Linked DNA regions of Mus musculus: region 1 is linked to region 2. Evidence: chromatin contacts called from public Hi-C data. All regions are on one chromosome and are shown on one strand. The core of a region is the stretch at or near the end of the contact, and the rest is flanking DNA. Distances in the headings are between cores, read along the strand shown.

What was found. A called contact is a pair of places that touch in the nucleus more often than the background predicts.
Region 1: a contact with region 2 is called in a Hi-C map of the N1E-115 cell line, with 4 times the contacts expected there. The contact joins two enhancer-like sites. A contact is called at or near these places in 1 of 39 promoter capture datasets (the 3T3-L1 cell line) and 4 of 484 Hi-C or Micro-C datasets (the HPC-7 cell line, the N1E-115 cell line, embryonic fibroblasts and 1 more).

The regions. Positions count from the first base shown.
Region 1 is chr5:4,621,251-4,626,410 of GRCm38.p6, reverse strand. No RefSeq gene overlaps it. Among named protein-coding and RNA genes, the nearest start is that of Fzd1, 130 kb to the left of the region's middle. Within about 2 kb of position 2,875, at least 8 of the 459 cell types and tissues checked have an H3K27ac peak or open chromatin away from gene starts, as enhancers often do. A contact at or near this core is called in the N1E-115 cell line, where this site is marked.
Region 2 is chr5:4,534,977-4,540,165 of GRCm38.p6, reverse strand. No RefSeq gene overlaps it. Among named protein-coding and RNA genes, the nearest start is that of Fzd1, 220 kb to the left of the region's middle. Within about 2 kb of position 1,380, at least 18 of the 459 cell types and tissues checked have an H3K27ac peak or open chromatin away from gene starts, as enhancers often do. A contact at or near this core is called in the N1E-115 cell line, where this site is marked.

The DNA of each region.
Region 1 (5,160 bases), core at 1,626-4,125, 85 kb before region 2:
AAGAAGCATGCAAGTGTAGGTCCTTGGGTTCCGGATTATACTCCTGTTTCTAATCAGGACGTCTACAGTAGCAGGGTCAAAACAATGAAGGATAACGTTTTAAAGTAAACCTTTAGAGACATTCTACCAATAGTATTTCCAATCCCGTAGGTTGTGCTTGGGGCAAGGATGGCAAGGTCTTTCTCAGCTCTTGTTCTGTGATTTTGAAAGTTAGAAACTGACAATGCATTTTCTAAAACAACAAACAAATAAACCACCTATGTTTTCATCCTACTGAACTATGTCTGCATCAAAGTTGTTTAAAATACAGATACACAGTAGTCATCATTAGAGTGCTTTCCTGGACACTGTTCAGAGAAGGAACTGCTGCCAAGGACTGGAATGGTGACAGGGGTCTTTCTAGACTATGTAAGGCTTAGGCTGAGTTTAGATAGGTAGACAAAACTTGTGTGCGTGAAACAAAGTAGACTGGAGCCTTTCAGACAAATAAGAGAAAGAGGGATGCAGAAATGACTGGGGAACCACTGCATGCCTTGGAGCCAGCTTGGGGAGCTGGGTTGGAATTCTGTTGTTGAGGTAGCGTGAAAAATGTGGACTGAGAATAGATGCTTGTAGAAGTAGTTAAATGCTACGAGCAGAGGTACAATTTTGAAGACCTTGAAGCAAATTAAGATGTGCTCTGGGATGTTAAGATTCTAGTTTGTGGAACAGGATTGGGGACAAAGAGGCACCTGCCAAAGGTAGACTATATGAATCATCATGGTAATCCAGTCTTTAGACATGCAGGGTGCCCACCAAAATGGTATAGTAGGAACCCAAAAAGAGGCATAGCTACCGCTGTGAGGCTTTTATGAGACACTGTGCCATCGATGGAGGGGGATCTGACCAGCCACGTTCTGTTTATGTGCTCTGTCTTGATTAGTTAATTTGCTCTTCAGATGTGTCTCTCCTGAATATGAAATCTCCCTCATTAAGATAGAAACCATATGCCTGCTTTGAAGCTAAGCCAGACCCCACCTAATGCTGGCCTTTACCTTGTTCTTCTTGTTGGTAATCAGCTCACTGCAACAGATGTCGCTTCCTGACTCCAAAGATGCCAACAGTCTCAAAAAAAAAAAAAAAAAAAAAAAAAAAAAAGGAGCACCGGACTGAGGTCTATACTCAGCATGATCTGAATGTGGAAATAGAAGTGAGACCCCCGCCCCCCAGGCAGTGTGCTTGGCAAGAATAGAGAATAGGTGCTTGATACTGAACCTCAAATGATACCGAAGTTACTAAGGCCATAGTGGGCCCACTCACAGGCTCACTAGACTTGCCAGCTGAGACAATTAACACTAACAGTGTACTAGTTTGCCTTTATGGATTAATTTGACAAATATCTATTGGCCATGACCCAGGCACTAAATAAGGCCATAGGGGGTGGGGTGCAAGAGGTGCAATTGTTACCTTTGATAAGGTTTCCAGCTGTGTAAGGGAAATAGATGCGAAAAAGAAAGTGTTATCTCCATGGAGAGTTCTACTTTCTGCTTGTCCTTCTAGCACCCAAACATGACTCGGTACTCGGGAGATAGTTCATTTGGAGCTTCTATGTCATATTTTACAAGAATCACTTGGAAGGTTGTGAAGCCATGCACACCTTGCTGCATTTACCTCACTAAATCTTATAGTTGAACAAAGAAGCAAAATAGAAAACCGACATGACCATGTCCTCGGTAAACCCTGAGTGTTTTCCCTTCCTTTTCTCTTTCCTTTTCACTGGCCTGGTATTTAAGTGGCGGTAGTTATACTGTCTGAACCTCCTTACTTAACAGACGCCTTAAAATTCCTGGTGTGAAGACCCCTATTCTCAGTCCGGAGGCTGAGTGGGACCATCAGTTCTTAGCAGCAAAGGCCAGGGGACAGAGTGAGGCAGCCGAAGAAAGCTTGTGCAAACTCTGTAAGTACTTGCTAGTAAGTTTTGTTCAGGATATTTTTAAAAAGGATGAAAAAATGTTAATGGACATTTAGCTGCTTTGTGAATTATAATCATTCCTTTACAAACAAAACCGTACCATTCGATAAGTACTGCTTGGCAATGATGAAAATCCATTCAAAAAAAAAAAAAATAGACAGCTAAATAAAAGACAGAATGCATTGTACCCGGTGTGTCCTGTAGCTGCTTGTATTCATCTTTACTAAGAGTTGGGACTGTATATTATGAGAACTCGCTCTGCTTTTGTTTTATAGTAATTTCTTCCTTATAAATTTAAATGAAGTGGTTTCCAGCGGGGAGGGGTATACAAGATTGAGGTTGGAAAAGGCTAAGAAAAATAGATGTTGCCTGGAAATAAATACTGTAATTATATTGGCTTTAAGGATTATTTCAGATCTTAAAAGAAAAGGGCATTGGGAACTTTTTAAAAATAAAAATTATAGATACCATGCTTCTAAATAGCTTCAGGCTAGTTTCCTTGGAAAGAGTACTTCCCAACCCCCATGTTCTTGTTAGGTTTAGCTTAATAATGATGTGAGGGGCCAAAAAAGCTTTTAAAGCTGATTGCCTTCAGCTTCTGGTTCCTTGCCAGGAACCAGAGGACTAATTGGCCAGGCCCCCTTTAGTCTCCTGGCTATTTGTGAAAATATAAAATGAAACACAAAGTGCGCATGCTTACCCACATGTGCACCGAACTCGGAGCAGAAAAGCACTACAGAAGAAATATTACTACATTCCTTGATCTCACTAAACCGGGAAGTGGCAAGAGGAGTAATAAATCCTATTAGTACATGATTTTCTTGTCCTCAAAGGGAGGTGCATGCCAGTTAGCAGTCTTTTATGGAGAGTAAAGTTACACCTTGCAATTTGGCCTCGTGAAGATGTGGCCTGAATCATCTGTTGGTAATGGACCAGCCAAAATCTAATCATGAAGGCTGGAACCTGTGAGTGGAATCACAGGACTTTTGTGTTCTCTGCTTTTAAAGTGAACATAAATAACTCAACAGCTGTGTTTCATTCCACTGGAGCCCCCCCCCCCCCGAACACCCACCCACTCTAAAAGTCATTTACAGGGGTACACGCCAAAGTAATTAATGAATTATCCAGTTCAATTGTGAAGCCAGGTGCCAGAGTTGGTCTTACGAAGATTTCAAGTCATTACTTAGCAGATTAAGCTGAAACCAAAATTCATTGTTCCTTTTCTTGCTGATGTTTGAATTTTTCTTTATTAAACAAAAGGTCCCACAAAGTCACATGCAAACATCAGTACAACACATGTGGAATCCAATTTGTATAATGTTTAAATTATTCTCTAGCAATAATGTCTTTGGATAGTTTAACATAACATTAAAGCAAAATTTATCAGCTTTCTAATAAGTCTTACCTGACTCAGAGAGAAGTGGGGAGGGAAGGAAGGAGGGAGGAATGGAGGGAGAGAGAGAGAGAGAGACAGACAGACAGACAGACAGACAGAGATCTGCCTTTTTTGTAATTGAAACACAAAGGAATTAATTTCCCATCTATTAGAGAGTGGATCTTTTTTGATTCTGTGGAAAAGCAGATGATTCATTCATTAAACATAGATATGGATATGGATATGGATATGGATATGGATATGGACACACACACATATATATACTGTTTAAAACATTTCAGGTACTACTAATTACTAGGACTATGGAAAAGACATCCACAGACCTGACATGTTCTTTTAGTAGAAGGGAATGATTCAAAGTATGCACAAAGGGTTGTAACGATGAAGTGTGTATTAAAAGGCAGCCCAAGATAATGAAGATTCAAGAATTATACTACATGAACAAAGACAAAATATGAAATGAGAATGGTTCTCAACCTTCCTAATGCTATGACCCTTTTAAAAAGTTCCTCATGTTGTGGTGACCTCCAATATGAGATTAATTCATTGCTACTTCACAGCTGTAATTTTGATACTGTTGTGAGTTGTAATATAAATATCTATGTTTTCTGATTGTCTGACATGGCCTGTGTGACAAGTTCATTTGACCCTCAAAGGGGTCATGACTCCCAGGTCAAGAACTGCTGGTTTAGGGGCACCATAACTATCATTCTTTGTGGTGGACAAGGGTATTCCAAGGTCAGCAGGCAGTAGACTTCAATCCTTTATTGAAAGGCTATAGCTTATACAACCACCTCAGGAAAGAAAGAGTTTCTGTGGCGGTGCAGGAACTCTACTTCCATGATCCCAGAGAATCACCCTGTCGGGCAGCACTGCTCACTGGTCATATGGGAGCACTTTTGCATCAGGCCAAAAGTTGCAACAGAGGACAATCATGAGCCTTCCTACTCTGAGACTTCTATGACTCCACATACTCAACAGCCAGTGACTACAGAAGCCACCATCTCATTTAACATTCCAGATTCCATGTAGGCTACCTTCAGTGCAGTCAAGCTGTGCACACTCACTCAAACAGGAACAATTCAAGTTCGTGCCAATCTTCTTTCATCTCTGAAGACTATCTCCCTGGAATAGACTCGTGCTTTGGGGAGCAGAGCCTTAAAGTCATATATTGATATTTTCAGTTCTTCTTCTATGCTGTATAGTCATAAAGAGAAGGCCTTCGGTATGTTTTAAGGGGAACAGTTGCCTGTGTCTGAGTAACTTTCTGGACCTAGGACACATCCATTTAGTCCAACTTCTGGGGTTTATTTAGTTCTATGTCTAACTCAGATCTTTGGAATTGCCTAGCTTTAAGATTTTGGGATAGTAATATCCTTATTTCTTTCCCCTGTTTTGCAATTCTCCTTTCCTCTCTTTTCTTCCAGCTTAGAGGTTTTCTGTTTAAATAATCAAACACTTGGCTTCACAAACAGCACAGCTATGTCGTCGTCGTGAGGAAAGGCCCAGCAAATGCTCAAAACCTCAAGTCAGCTTTCAGGCTTCTAATTCCCTTATTCTGCTAAATGGAGAGAACAATTAATGAAATTTTAGGGGAGGCTCTGGCATATAACACTCTCAACCATCTTTTGGGGTATTTTGTTTGGAGAATGTAATCACAGCTGTTCAAACTTAAAATTATTTACATTGAACAAAAAAACTCATTTGACTCTAAGAAGTCATATGGCTTTATATAAATTAAAAATGGCCAAGAATCAAACCTTGACATTTTTTCATGGGCACATCACCCATTGGATACTACTGCAAAAGGGCA
Region 2 (5,189 bases), core at 131-2,630:
CTTAAAATAAAAAGAGGGACACTCTTATTTCATCTAGCATGGCAGAAATGGCAGAAAGAAAAAACTGTCCCCACATGGCAGAAGAAACAAAAAGGCCAGAAATCTCTCTGATCTCTAACTTAGGAGGGAATTCAGCCCATTCTCATGAGACTGACTCTTTCCACAAAGGCTCCATCCCTTGGTTTGGAACCTTGGAATTTAAAGTTCCAACATACTAATTTAGAGGGAAACATTAATTCAAGACATCACAAGCAACACCTCCATATTATGTAAGCAGATTTCAGTTGCTTTCTGTCAATAGGTCTGGAACACAGCAAGTTGTTCACATATCCAAAGTCTTCCAATACCTTATACCTTGGAGAATAGCCATTCTTGGTAGTCTTTACTGTGGGGCGCGCACGCGCGCGCGCACACACACACACACACACACACACACACACACATTGCCATGCAGTAGGAAAATAAATGTACCTGTTGATGACCACTGTTCACTGATACAGCTGCAGCACAAGGTGGCATCTGGGAACATGAGGGAAGAGTAAACTAGGGACATCAGTCCTCACACATTTCCGCAAATATGTTGACATCTGCCGCAGCCTAAATAACCCAGGACATCGGAGAATTATCCTCTCCTGTAAGCCAGGATAAGTTTGGCAAACACACCTGTATAACGTATGTACCAGGCACATTTCCTTGTTGAATTATTCAATTAAATCTGATAATGAGAGCACATTGACACAGTTAAACACTCAGGTGAATAAAATATTCACTTTGAAGTGCAGAAATTTCTGGAGTCATCTGTGTGTTAACAAGGAATGATTCCGTGACTACCATCACCCAGGGAGCAAGAAACTTTAGAAAAGGTAAGCTCAAGTGAAGTGAGCTGGAGGCCTTTTCTGACATGATTTGAAGGAGATGAAAGGTAGAGACACTTTTCAATGTTCATTTGAGCCATCAATCTCTTCAGAATAAATGTAATGAATTTTAAGAGACAGAAAAACAAAACTCCATTCTCTAGTGAATCTTACTCCCCTGAACCCCAAACTGAACACAGAGCGATGAGCATTAGCATAGGTATCAACACATCCGCGTTCTTATTTTTCCCTCTGCAGAGCCTGGCATGAATATCCTCACAAACACATCAGGCTTTTCTCATCTCGGCTCTCATACTGTAAAACTGGAGAATTTGACGGTTCCCACTATTATCATACTATGTACCACAAAACAACCAAACATTCTTTTTTTGCAAATAAAAGAGCCATCTACAAATGCAAATTTAATAATGATTCATCTTTAAATGTGATGAATGCACGGATGAGCCAGCTGCCAGCACACTCACTGCCTGTGTCGGAAGCAAGGACATCCTCAGTAAGGCTGGCTCGGAGTGTACTTGTAACCATGCCAGCCTGTACTGTCATTAGCATGCCCTACACTTCAGCTAGGCCCCAGACTCCTTATGATAAGGACCGTTTCTTAAGCCTCTTTTGTTCTCCATGACTTAGCATGCTGCACAAATCACAAAACAGGACATCAAAACCTAGATAGGAAAAGTTGATACACGGAGAACCTGTGGCCGGCATTTTGCATACACCATCTCTAGCTGTATGAACCATTATACAAAGAGAGAGAGAGAGAGAGAGAGAGAGAGAGAGAGAGAGAGAGAGAAGACAAAGAAAAAGAAGAGAAGAGAGGAAGAGGGGAGGGGAGGGGAGGGGAGGGGAGGGGAGGGGAGGGGAGGGGAGGGGAGGAGAGGAGAGGAGAGGAGAGGAGAGGAGAGGAGAGGAGAGGAGAGGAGAGGAGAGGAGAGGAGAGGAGAGGAGAGGAGAGACAGCAATGTCCCCACTTAACAGATCGAGAAAGCTGAGAGTCAGAGACTGAGCCATTGCTATGATTCAATAGTGGTAATTACGTATTTCACTATATTCTTGAACATGGTTATCAGTACAAAAACACAAGAGTCCCAAGAATTACTCATAGTCGTGTGTCCTCACCAACCATTTACTCAGTGTCGCTGGGCTTGGGGAACTGCCTCTCACAGTATTAACTTCTGACCTCAAGGCTTTTGCTTGCACATAAGATTCTAGAGAAGAAATGAACCTTAAGTGAGTGATAGAGAGGTGTTTGTTCAATCACAAGTCTGTCTGGCTTCAATCTGTCTTCCAAATCCCTAGATCCAGTTTACATAGGGGCAGACCTCTCTGTCACAGTCCAATAGTCACGTATCCCTGACATAACGTCTGTTCAGCCGGATCAGCGGTTTGTTCAGTACATATGCCCATATTAGGTCAAGAAGGAAACATAAAAAGATGCTCAGGGAAAGGACTTGAGGCAAAGGATGCAACACAAAAGTGCTAAGGCGCTTGATTTATATGCATGCAAATAAACCATCCCCTGTAGAAGTAGGAAAATGGATGCTCTAACTTTTGATGGGTTGGGTGCTACTTCTCCAGGGCCCTGCTCCTGATTGTAATCTGATAATGTGGGCAAGTCCTCTAACTGAGCTTCTCTTCACACTATCTCATTCACGATCGAAAAAGGACCATTTAGCTTAACAGCTCCCTGTGACTCTGAAGAAATTAGAACCCAGACAGATGAAGTGACCAGATTGTGGTCAGCTGACTGGCCAACATCAGAGCTGCCATTAGAAACCAGGCTTTCTTTCCATGACACCAACCCCCATTTCCAAACTGCAGGTTTAAAACACTGTGAACTTTTCCCATGCAATCATTAAGAAATATAGTGTTAGTTTAAGAAGCACACATTTTCTCCAGTCATGCATTCCCTGATGAACTGAAAAGTAGGCTTCAAAACCATGTAGCAAATCTATTAGAAATAGAATAAAATAAAATATTAAAAATAAAATATCAGCTCTGCTTATCCAAGGCAGCAGGAACACCATGGCTCCCTCCCCTTGTTTACAAAGAAGCTCACAGATAGTGCTATATTTAGTCCCTGCTACAATCCTAAAAGTTATTATTATGAACTTGACTTTTTAGATGAGGAAACTGTTGATCAAAGAAACTAAATCATCCAGTAGGAGGATGGCAGTCAAAACTCAAAAATGACTTTATAAACTCGACTCCTTTACTTCCTTACCCCTGACTCTTCTTATGCAACATTTGCCTAACAAACAGTGGGTTCAGAGAGTTTGAACCAGGCCCTGGCTTCCACATGAAGCTATGTGACCATAGCCACAGCCCCATGACCATTTGGGTGAGGCTCTGTGATGAGCACTCAGCCAGAGGAATATGAGCAGAAGTATACACATCAGAAAAAGACACCCCTCCTCTCTCTCCTTTATTAATCAGTCATTCTATCCACGCTGATTTTTCAGGGCATCTTTGCAAAGCACATGATAAAGATACCTCAACTGTATTCCCTACAAAGGGGGTGGGGTAACAAAGACTTCACACCTCCGTTCAATTAACTAGTCATAGTCACAATGGCTAATTACACAAAAGGAAAAGGTTTCTTGTAAAAGGCACAGAATTTATTTAATTATAGCATCAAACACATCATGATGAAAATATTCGTTCTTTTAGAGACTAGAATTCATATTCCTGTTATTCTCAGACAGTTCTCCATAAGCCATGTTTACTAACTCACTCATTCTAAATTTAACTACATAAAAATGAGTCACTTTCCCAGTGATTCTCTTTCTGCGCCTTGCTATTCCATCAGTTTAGGGTTAATAATTGCTGCCCTGTGTATTACACAAACAACAAACAAATGCTACTCAGACAAGTATCAGTAAAAGTCATTTGTGGTATAGTTCGTTGTAAAATCTGACAACAAGCATGAATTTAGAAAGACTTGCATTTTTTTAAAGCCTTCCGATCGCACCCCCATCTCCCAAACGATTTTTGAAGAAAATTTATATCTCAGGCTGGGCAGGGAGCAGTCGTCTGGAGTTAATCAGTGAGGATTTATTGAGTCTCCTAAGTGCACGGCTTATATATGGTTTCCCTACCCGTTGGAAACTCTTCAAGCCTTGGGCCAGAGGAAGCTGCCTTGGGAACACACAAAGCCTTGTCTGGCCACTAGTTCCAAAATGTGGCTTAAACCAGCACACCGAGGGCTCAGACCTCCTGCATCTCCCACCGCATAGAGGCCTGAGGTCTCCACTGCCCACACACCCTTGATGTGGTTGCTCCAGGAGGGAGAACAGTGGGCTGCTTTTGAGAAGTGTACCAGAAGAGATGTTTTAAGGACTCCTCCATCGGGAGCTGTTGCACCTTTTCTCTCCCCAGAACTTCAAAGTATCACTCCTCGTAGAATCTCATTATCTTAAACCCCAATCAAATCTGAACAGAAGAAAAAGCCTTTCACAAAGAAGTAGACTGCATCCCAACTGATGCTTGCTCTAAGAGCTTTGGGGGAAAAGGAAATCCTGAAAGCAGTTTGGTCACCAGACAAAATCCCCCATAGAAACAGAAATAAACCTCTGTGACATCAGCTAATGTTCGCCATTTCCCTTAAATACCTCTTCCTGTCCAGCTTCCACACTCCCTCCAAGCATTCCCAATGTTCCTTTTGTTCTGGCCTTGGGGGATGACTTAGTCGGCAGATGGTGGCAGGCGAAACCCTGCTATTGCATCCAACTGAGCATTTGCAGGTTGATCAACTAAAACCCCTGATCCAGGGACTGAAGGAAAAATATCAATTTAAGGGAAAGGGTAATGCTTTTTTTCTCAAGCCTTATTCATTCATTTTCCCCAAGAAACCTTCGCCATTCACCTAGGTGGGGTTAACACTGTTTAAGGCTGTAGAAAGGATACATAAAAGAAATGCCTTTGTTTCCCAGGTACAGATTACACAGAGACCTAAAAGTACACACGAGGAATGGGGGCTCAGGACCAATGAGATGGAAAACATCCCATGAGTTGGAAGGTGGAAGGCATGTGAGTTTGTTTGCTTACTTGCTTGCCTGGGACTTGGCACAGGCTGAACTATCAGAAAAAAGTATTGATGTATAACACCCAGAGAGCCTCTTGGGCTCCACGCACCGCACTGTGAATCAAATTATAGGCTGGAGCTCAGGTTAGCTCTCCTCAAGCTCAGAAATGAAAATCCAGGAGGAGTCAAAACGAACCCATAGAGCTTCAACAATCAGAGAAGCGGGGAGGAGTCTGATGGAGCTGATACAGGCAGGAATGGGCTCCATCCTGGGCCAACTTGCATGCAGTACT